Linked DNA regions of Oryza sativa: region 1 is linked to region 2. The links are chromatin contacts, called in public ChIA-PET maps. All regions are on one chromosome and are shown on one strand. The core of a region is the stretch at or near the end of the contact, and the rest is flanking DNA. Distances in the headings are between cores, read along the strand shown.

What was found. ChIA-PET counts read pairs in DNA pulled down with a chosen protein or histone mark.
Region 1: a contact with region 2 is called in an H3K4me3 ChIA-PET map of leaf, with 5 times the contacts expected there. The contact joins the promoter of LOC4343665 here to the promoter of LOC4343662 in region 2. A contact is called at or near these places in 11 of 15 Hi-C or Micro-C datasets (leaf, leaf mesophyll, panicle and 1 more) and 4 of 4 datasets of contacts at active chromatin or transcription factors (leaf and seedling).

What each region holds. Positions count from the first base shown.
Region 1 is chr7:23,282,971-23,287,760 of ASM3414082v1, reverse strand. It overlaps LOC4343665 (protein TIME FOR COFFEE), which reads left to right and starts at 1,882. Exons shown (of 13, transcript XM_015791132.3): 1 at 1,882-2,746; 2 at 2,839-3,005; 3 at 3,105-3,429; 4 at 3,527-3,923; 5 at 4,047-4,098; 6 at 4,271-4,357; 7 at 4,460-4,703. The coding sequence starts at 2,206.
Region 2 is chr7:23,231,516-23,236,022 of ASM3414082v1, reverse strand. It overlaps LOC4343662 (ribosome-recycling factor, chloroplastic), which reads right to left and starts at 3,214. Exons shown (of 11, transcript NM_001422220.1): 1 at 3,030-3,214; 2 at 1,897-2,011; 3 at 1,745-1,811; 4 at 1,559-1,654; 5 at 1,122-1,219; 6 at 926-1,037; 7 at 75-116. The coding sequence starts at 3,117.

The DNA of each region.
Region 1 (4,790 bases), core at 633-3,132, 53 kb before region 2:
GTCTCCCCCGTGGAAAAACATATAATTAATATAATAAATAAATGAAAATAAATCGCCGACCGGGCCCCGCCGTACGTTGGGCCCACGTGTCACTGGCTGGCGAACAGGGAAAAGTACACGCGGGTCTGTGCGCCACTCGCCTTTTCTTTTCCTTTTTTTTTCTCTCCTTCACGTCTCTCTCCTCCCGCGCGGGGAAAAAAGAGAAAAAGAAAATTGAAAAAAATATCATGGCTTATCCTGCCGCGTGGGCCCCACCACATCCTCCTCCGCCTTTTTCCCCCTCCGGTGGTGCACGACAGCCTATGGTGGACCGAGACCACGTGTTGCCCCGCGTGAAGCGTCCACCACCAGCCGGGGGTTAAAATGGTTAATGAGCGGGATTAACACCTAATCTGGCTGGTTAACTAGCGTCATTAGTGGAGTAACTGCTAATGCTATTGCTAGTAGATTTTTTTTCTACTATCCACATAATAAAACACAATTCTCCAAAAGACCGGGGAATTTCTGAAGTACTCACTCCGTCCATCAAAACCAATATAGTACGTACTTCCTCCATCGCATGAAAAATCAATGTAGTACTGAATGTGACATATCCTATTATTATGAATCCTGACATATATATATTTAGATTTATTGTACTATAATTTGTTACATCTAGTTCTAAATTTATATTTTATGAGATATAGGAAGTATGTCTAATTATTATATTTGTGGTTAAATCTGTCCACGTAGACGCATGAAGAATTAACCCTCGGTGTTAAGCCAAAACTACTGGTGACGACGCACGTGATTCTTTTCATTTAAATAAGAGCTTGCACGAACCAAGTACGTCACTAGTAGAAAATGGTAGAAGTACCCATTCGGATTCCGAATACCGCAGCAAAGATTAACTCTATTGGTACTCCGTATTCAGGTTTCTTTGCTTAATTTAGTGAGTAGATCGAATATTTTAGTTGCAAGTGATGGCTTCTTCTCGATCCCCTTGCTGGATTGATGAATGATGGCGGAGCTGACTAGAATACTCCTAAAATTGACCAATTTTCGAAATTAAAACAGTATTTTTATCGAATTTTATATTCGGCATAATAAATTAATAAATAGCATTAGTATTTCAGAAATAGTGCGAGTGAGAGTAGTGCTGTGAAGGTTGGTGGCTAGTGGGCGCCCACGTGACGTCATCGCACTGCCACGTCGGCGCCCACGAGTAGAAAAAGCGAAGAGGGGTGAGGGAGGCTACGTCCGGTTCGTGGGCCCCACCGTTAATGCTTGCCTGGAGACTTTCCGCCCTTTTAACACAAGCGCAGCAACCGGTGCGACGCCGTGCCACGTCAGCCCCGGTAAACCCCCCCGCCCTCCCCACTGTCCAGATCAGGACCATCTACATGGCCCCACAAGTGGGTCCCACCAAAAGCGGACAACGAGCCAATATTAAATTCATATAAAATAAGGCATAATATTATTTTAGTGCTGATTTTATTAAAATATACCAGAATTATTTTAGTATTTTTCTTTAGGGGGCTAAATGGGGACCCTTTTTCCCCATCCACCACCCACCTCCTACTGCCGGTCGACGCTTAGATTTTTCCCGCCCGCGGGCAACCGCCACGTGTCGGTTTCTGGCCCATGCTTGAGCCGTAAGGAAGAGAGATTTTATTGCGCGGGGGTTCGGTGGTAGCGTCGCTCTCGGACCCCCCGCGTGTGGGCCCCACCTCCCTGCCCCGATCCGAGGGCGGCGGTGCCCGCCACGGTGGCGCAACGCGAGCCCGTGGCCGTCGGATGCGGGATCGCCGGGCGCGCGTATCCGGGCCGTCCGATGCGGGGATGGAGGGGGGGGGGGGGGGTGGCAAGCGACAAAACGAGGATGAGGCGAGCGGGTTGCCTAGAAAGCGAGCCAGACGGAAGGCCAAGGCAGAGAGGGGGAGGAGGAGGCCACAAGACGAGAGAGCAGCGGCGAGAAGAAGAGGAGGCCACCACCATAGCTGAGGAGGAGAGGAGAGGAGAGGAGAGCCAGAGTAGTAGGAGTAGCCTAGAGAGAGAGAGAGGGGATTTGTAGCGAGAGGAAGAGGGTCTCTCTAATCTTAGCGGAGTGATTTTGATTTTGGTTGGATCTTGTGGTGTTTGGTGGTGAGGTTTGGGGGAGGAATCCGGGGAGGAGAGGAGGGGATTTTGGAGGAAGATCGGGGGGCGCATGTCTCAGATCTGAGGATGGACCGGATCCGGGAGGGGAGCAGGAGGGCCGGGGTGTCCGGTGGTGGGGGCGGCGGTGGGCCGCCGCCGCCGCGCCGGCGGCTGAGGAGCAGCGGCGGAGGCGGCGGGGGAAGCGGAAGCGGCGGGCCGAGGGACTCGCCTCGCTCCGAGAGGCGGCGGGGTGAGAGGTTGATGCTCAACGGCGGCGGCGGCGGCGGCGGCCGGGACGACGACGACGACACCTCCGACGAGAGCCTCGGCGACGACGACGAGGACGCCGACGAGGAGCTCGCCGCGTCCGCGCCGCGGTACCCGCCGGTGCAGCGGCGGTCGCCGAGCACCGCGCCACCGCCCTCGCCGCCCCAGCCCAGCGGCGGCGGCGGCCATCACCATAGCAGTAGCAGCAGCGGCGGCGGCGGCGGAGGCTACCACAACCATCACCACCATGGAGGCCAGCCGCAGATGCAGCGGAAAGGGGGCTCCAATCCGAAGAGCCCCATCGTATGGAAGGCCGCCGACGAAATGATCGGCGTGCCGGTTCCGAGGAAGGCTCGGTCAGGTATGCGCTTGGAAACCACCGGAAATTTTGGCATCTCCGGTGTTCTTCGTTCTTCTCCATATGGCTAACTCGCTCCCCTTGATTTTCTTCAGCTTCTACAAAGAGGAGTTCGCACGAGTGGTCGGTCCCCGGCGGTGGAAGCAGCGGCGGCGGCGGCAGCGGTAGCGTCGCTGGAGACACCTCACAGATCCAGCGGCCGTCCTCACGGCCGATCTCTCCAGCGTCCGGCTCTACCACCGGACCTGCAAGGAAGAAGCTGGTAGGTGTCACACATCTCCTCGCCTCCTTGGCTTGCTGATTTTTCTCTCGGTTTTTAGCTGATTTTTTTCTGTTGGTTTTTCGCCGCGTCTCTTCACAGAAACATCTTGGTGGCAGTGGGAGCAGCGGCGCTTCAGGGCAAGCACCCAAGCAGCGGCCTTCGCCGGCATCAGCTCCGTCGACAGCGCCACCGCAGCCTCCCCCGCCGAAGATTTCGAAGTCGCCGTCTTTCATTCAGGAGGAGATCGAGGTCGCCGAAGTTCTCTTCGGCCTCACGAGGCAGTTCCCGTGTCCTTCCAAGCCAGTGGAGAGCAACCACAAGCTGGAGGTCAGGGACGCCCCGGAGGCCAAGTCCGGGAACTCCTCGCCGGCCCCGTCGTCCTCGGTTGCACGGCCATCCGATTCGACATCCGTTGCTACAATAGGTTTGAGCCTCTTTCACTTCCCTACTTGCAACGATTTCTTCTTTGCCAATTTTGGGTTTCTGGGAGCCTCATCTCATCTTTTGCCTGCTTATTGCAGCGCCAAAGAGGAAGCGGCCACGGCTCGTCAAGTACGACGACGATGTCCGGCCAGCGAGCCCGGCGAAGCCAGACTTGGCTGAGCCGTCCTCGAGGCCAGAGACGCTTCCGGCATCAAGATCGGATGCAAAGGCGTCGGTGTCGGCCGCTACCGACAGTGGCACCACCACCGCCACCGCTGGTGCGCAGCACGAGGCTATGCGGGAGCAGGAGAAGAGGGAGGACCATAGGAGTCGAGATTCGGAGCTCCGGCCAGGCGAATCAGATCGCCGGGATCACAGGCCGGAGAGCCGGGCAGAGCCGACGCCGCCGGCGCAGCCCTCAGGCAAGCCGGATGGTGAATCGGCGGCGGTCGTCTCCGAGGCTAGGAACGGCGAGGCCACCGCCGCGACAAAGATGTGGGTCCTCCTGGATTTTTATATTATTCGGTGTTGCGATAACCATTATTGTTTTTGGATTGTGCCGATCTGATTAAGTGATTAGTATATTCACAATTTGTGTGAACGATATTTTTTTTTCAGTGAGCTGGCATCTGATGGAGCTCGGCAAGAAAAGTTTTGCATTGATCTCATGGTGGGTATATGCTTCCTTGTGTGTGTGGTTGAATTGGTCTTGCGGAATTTGTTGGGCAATGATTGAAAGCGACAATTTTTGCCGCAATTGTTGCTTGGTTTTTTCTCCCCTTTTCTTATCTTTTTTTGCTCCTTTTCTGACTTCTTTTGTTTTTAATTTTTTTTGGTTCCAGGCTCCTCCTCCTGGGAAGTCTCCTGATAGAGATGGTGCTTCCGACCCTGATGTGGATAAGAAGGGATTGGATTCTGAGATGGACATGGTGTGAACTTCAGTTTCACCAATTTTTTTTAGTTCACCTGCTAGAGCATTGGATTTTTGGACACTGATTGACCATTTTATTTGTGTTTTGGTTTGATTTTAGGCTGCGAGAGGAAATTCCGAAAAGAAAGACGCAGAGAGGCCACGGAGAGGGCTGGAGATCAATTTGGAGGATGATAAGATGGTGCAGAGGATGCCAGCGGATGAGGTTGCTCCAAAGAAACTCACGCTGCAATTGGATTTGGAGAAGCCCAGCCTTGGTGACGAAAAGTCCCCATCAGAACGACGGCCACAGCCGGCATTGCAGCAACAGAAACCTAAGAATGAGATAAAGCATGAAAAATCTGGTAAGAATTTTGCTATATTCGTTTGCAAATTTGGTTCTTTTGGTTTTCGAAATGTGGGAGTTTTCTCATCTGGAATTCATCCTCTCT
Region 2 (4,507 bases), core at 1,965-4,464:
AAACATTAAATCACAATAAAAATGTAAAAAGAATGTTTCAGTAAAAAACAGTGAAAGGTGAAGCTTAAGAGTACCTTGCCTTCTTCAGCTAATTTAGCAACAGTTTTTGCCAATTCCTGCCAAAACAGATTGAATCTAAGATGGATAAGAAAGTGGCAGGAATTTTATAATCAATGGAAAACATCTATGAATATTATTGAACCTGTTTGAAAGCTATAGCAGACCGCAATTCAACCAACTACATGTATTATATTAGTACTAAGAGAAGGCAAAAGGGGGCTCTCAAGTCCTAGAAATAAACACATTTTTCGGGGAAAATAGAAAAATTTATGCTGTCGATCATGGTAGGTTTAGATTTAATGGTGTAGATTGATCGCTACGGTTGTATACTAAATAACAATTGTGTTTATGGAAGATAGAAGAAAGTTGTACATCAATTCATCAAATACAATTCAATAATATCACAGCTTACTGGATAATCCATCATAAAGGTCTTTTATGAAATACCCTAGTCTTTTGTGCATGGCATGTCCAAAGCAATTTCTACTTTTCTTGTTTGAGGCAAGACAAATACTCCCACATCAGTAAAGGTGATACCTGGTGATCTCATACATTTTAGAGACCTTATTTTGTATAGAACATCGGCCTTGTTTATGTTAACATACTTGTAAACACAAATTAGGTGTCTATGTGGGTTTGAATGCAAAGTTTTGAAGTTCAAAATACTGTAACTTCAATGAACATAAGGCATTTATTTTTTGTTCTCAGGAACAATACAGCTCTGCTCAGCTAATCCTTAATGTTTTGGATGGCAAGAAAACGCAACGTACAAACTTGCCAAACAAAATTTTCCATATGGAATTATGGACCCAGAATTACCAAGTAACCACACATAATTCACACAGATGAAATTCTAAAGCATTACCTTTCTGCGGTCAGAAGTCAATGGTGGAACAGTGACTCGAATCACTTCTCCATCATTGCTTGGTGTAACCCCCAGATTTGCAGCAACTATTGTTTTCTCAATGAGCTTGAGGCTGCACCGCATGAGTGTCATTGTGTCAACACTATTGATGGAAAACTCAATACCAACACTGAAGTGGGAATAATAAACAGCTTACGAGGATTTGTCATATGGCTGAATAAGGAGAGAAGTTGCATCTGGAGTGTTTATCTGTGCGATGCTCTTCAAGTTCACTGGAGTTCCATAATACTCAACCTGTAACAAAATTCTCACACATAAGGCATAATAGGATGTTCAATTTTCACAATTTTCTGTCCTAAAGAAAATCCTTTGCTCTAGTTTTAGTTACAGAAGGCGATCAAATTATCCAAACAGTCTGCATATGGTATTTGAGCAATAGTTTCATTCCTTGTTTGTGTTTGTTATTAGCCAGCCACAATAAATACCAGCCCAGACATAGGTTCAGTTAAGAAAAGCACACAACAGTAGCATGTGTATGGAATGATAAAGTATGCATTGAGTGTAATGATAAAAGATGTGATCATGCAAGAGTTACTTACAAACAGAAAAAGGAACAAGGCTAAGTCCTCACACCTCAATCCTGTCAAGCATAGCTGGGTTTGCCCGCCCTGTCCTCACAGTATTGAAGTTATTTTGGACTGTTTCAATTGCCTTTTCCATCCTTTCTCTCTGAAGATGCATATCTGCAGCTAGTGAGCCCCCAAGGCACAAAAAAGGAAGGCAAAATACCCATTCAGTGAGAAGATGCATTGCACTTACAGCTTGGTCTTCAATGACAGATTTTTCTGCCTCAATTTCTTCAATAGTGGCATGCCTCAATACTGCTCTGATAACATGATAATCACAAGTTATTAAAGCTTAATGTGGAGGGTCGATCAGTGGGATAAATATTTAAATCCAAAGTAGCTTGCCTCTTGTCCGAGTTTTGAAGAATAAGAGGCCTGCTATAGAAGCGCATTGGTCCAGCACGGAGACTCATGAAGTTTGTGGAGGAGCTTAAAATGTTTGGGCGTTCTGGAACACAACCTGTCAAGCACAACATCCTCTGGTGAGACCATGCATATAGGAATACGCGAGGAGCGCATTTTTGTATTAAGAGGAATAAAAGTTATTTACAGTCAAATACAAAGCAGCATGGGACTGAGACAGGATACAAGCAGGAAATCAAAGGTGTACGTCTCGCGGTCTGTTTTGGCTACAAAATTCCCTCCTAAAGATCAGAGCTGGGATGGCTTGGTTTGCTTGACGCCATAGCGTGGCCTCTGCCGCCATTCCCTTCACGATGTCCACCCAGGTCCTTTGTTGCTGATTGAATATCCGGCCATTTCTTTCTTTCCAAATTGTCCATGCCACGAGCGTGACTACCGTGTCAAAGCCCCGCCGAAGATGCTCTCGAATTCTTATTCGACTGCTGCAGAGCCATTGGTAGAATGATGGTTCATTCACCGGCAGACACTCAGGGTGCCCAATTGCCCTTAACACCCACCACCAAAGTTGTCTGGATTCTGGGCAGCCAACAAGAATGCTAGACAATCCCCATTAGAACGAGTCTTTTAAAGAATGCGTCAAAATCATTAGGGGCTAACGAGTGGCAATTATTTTCTGATGTTTAGTAGTATTTACTAAGTGAAAATATAAACCCCAGCAGCTTTGGGGGGAACACACTGTAAACCCCCACCAAGTTTGAAGCATTTCGTCTTGCTGATATCGTTAAACTTAATCTGGCCATGAAATCCTGAACCAAAGGCATATCCAACTACCAAAACGAGATTGTTCGGTAATGTTAGATGCTATACTATTACAGATACAATCACCGTTGTTCATAGCCACAAAAACCACCTTATTCTGCGAACCGGAGAAACAACGGAAGCATCAAGCCGGTTACGAGTTACGACCGCAGCGAAACGATCAACCCAAACCACAGCAACCAACGAGGCGTCACGCATTTTCCAGGATGGCGATATGCCTCGGCGGCCTCCAGTGGGTTCCAAGGCCAAAGCCTCGCGCGGAGCAGCAGCAGGAGTGAGGAAGGGGGGCGGCCTACCTGGGCGCTGCGGGACGCGCGCGGCGGAGGAGAGCGCGCGCGGCGGGGCGGCCGCCGCCGCGGGGGAGACGGCGTGGAGCGGCGGCATGTACGCGCGCGGCGTCGGCGTCGGCTTCTGTGGCGGAGCGCGGGGGGGTTGCCGCGGAGGGGAGTGGCGGATTGGTGTGGATAAGGAAGCGAGGTTGGGAGGAGAGGGACGAGAAGAGGGGTTTATGCTGTCGGGGACTCACGTGGGCTTGGGCCCAACTGATCAATAATGGGCCGTTTCAAGTTAGCCCAAGTAAGTTGGGCCGAATGTTTTAGCACCGACAAGCATCAGACTCGGTTTCAAACGGATTCACGACCGCACAGATCAGGTCTCTCGTACTCGTTAGACTCGAGTGAGTTGGTTTGGACGCTGGTCAAAAAAAAAAAAAAGTAAACTCTCGAATAAAGAAAAGGAAAAAAAATATAGCTCTAGTGACAGTACTCACTCTAGTTCTATATTAATTGACGTTTTGGATAAGGTTGAGGTTAAACTTTTATAATTTTGACCACCAATAACTTTAAAAATAAAGAAACTAGAAAAACATATATAATTTTGTCTTTCAAAACACTATAATAAAAGTAAACATACATTTATTTATTGTATATATTATAATAGAAAAATAAGGTTAAAGATATATCTTGTAGAGCGTGTCATTGTCCAAAGCGTCAATTAAAATGAAACAAAGGGAGTAGTATTAGTATATCTCGAGCATTAAGGCCCTCTTTATTTAGGCTTAGGCTTATTGGCCTAGACTTTTAAGTCAGCTTATTGGCTTATATGATTTATAAGCCGGTGGATTTAATGTCCTAAGTTTAGTAGTTGAGTCATATATCTACCTCACATAAACCAAAAAAACTTCTCTAACCTAACTTTTGGCTTAATAGTGTTAGAGTGGCTTATGGCTTTAAAAAAGCCAAACGGAAAAGCTGCTTGTTTGTTTAGGTTTAGACTTTTCGACTTATAAGTTGGCTTATAACCCTAAACAAAGAGGGCCTAAATCCAATCCGACAAACCAAAGTAGTACTCCCTCTGTCCCAAAATAAGTGCAGTTTTGCACTATTCATGTTCAACGTTTGACCGTCCGTCTTATTTGAAATTTTTTTATGATTAGTATTTTTATTGCTATTAGATGATAAAACATGAATAGTACTTTATGTGTGACTAAATGTTTTTAATTTTTTCACAAATTTTTCAAATAAGACGGACGGTCAAACGTTGAACGTGAATAGTGTAAAACTGCACTTATTTTGGGACGGAGGTAGTAGAGTACAAAAATCTTTGCTGGAACAAAGAGCGAGAGATCCCGTATGCTGTACGTTGTCAACGGAGTAAGGATCACGCCTCAGCTACAGGCCATACTGCGCCAACATCACAAGTTCACAACCGAGGCCCGAGGGCAATCTCGGCATTCGCACAACCGATTCAACGCTTGCAAGCGGCAACAAACAGC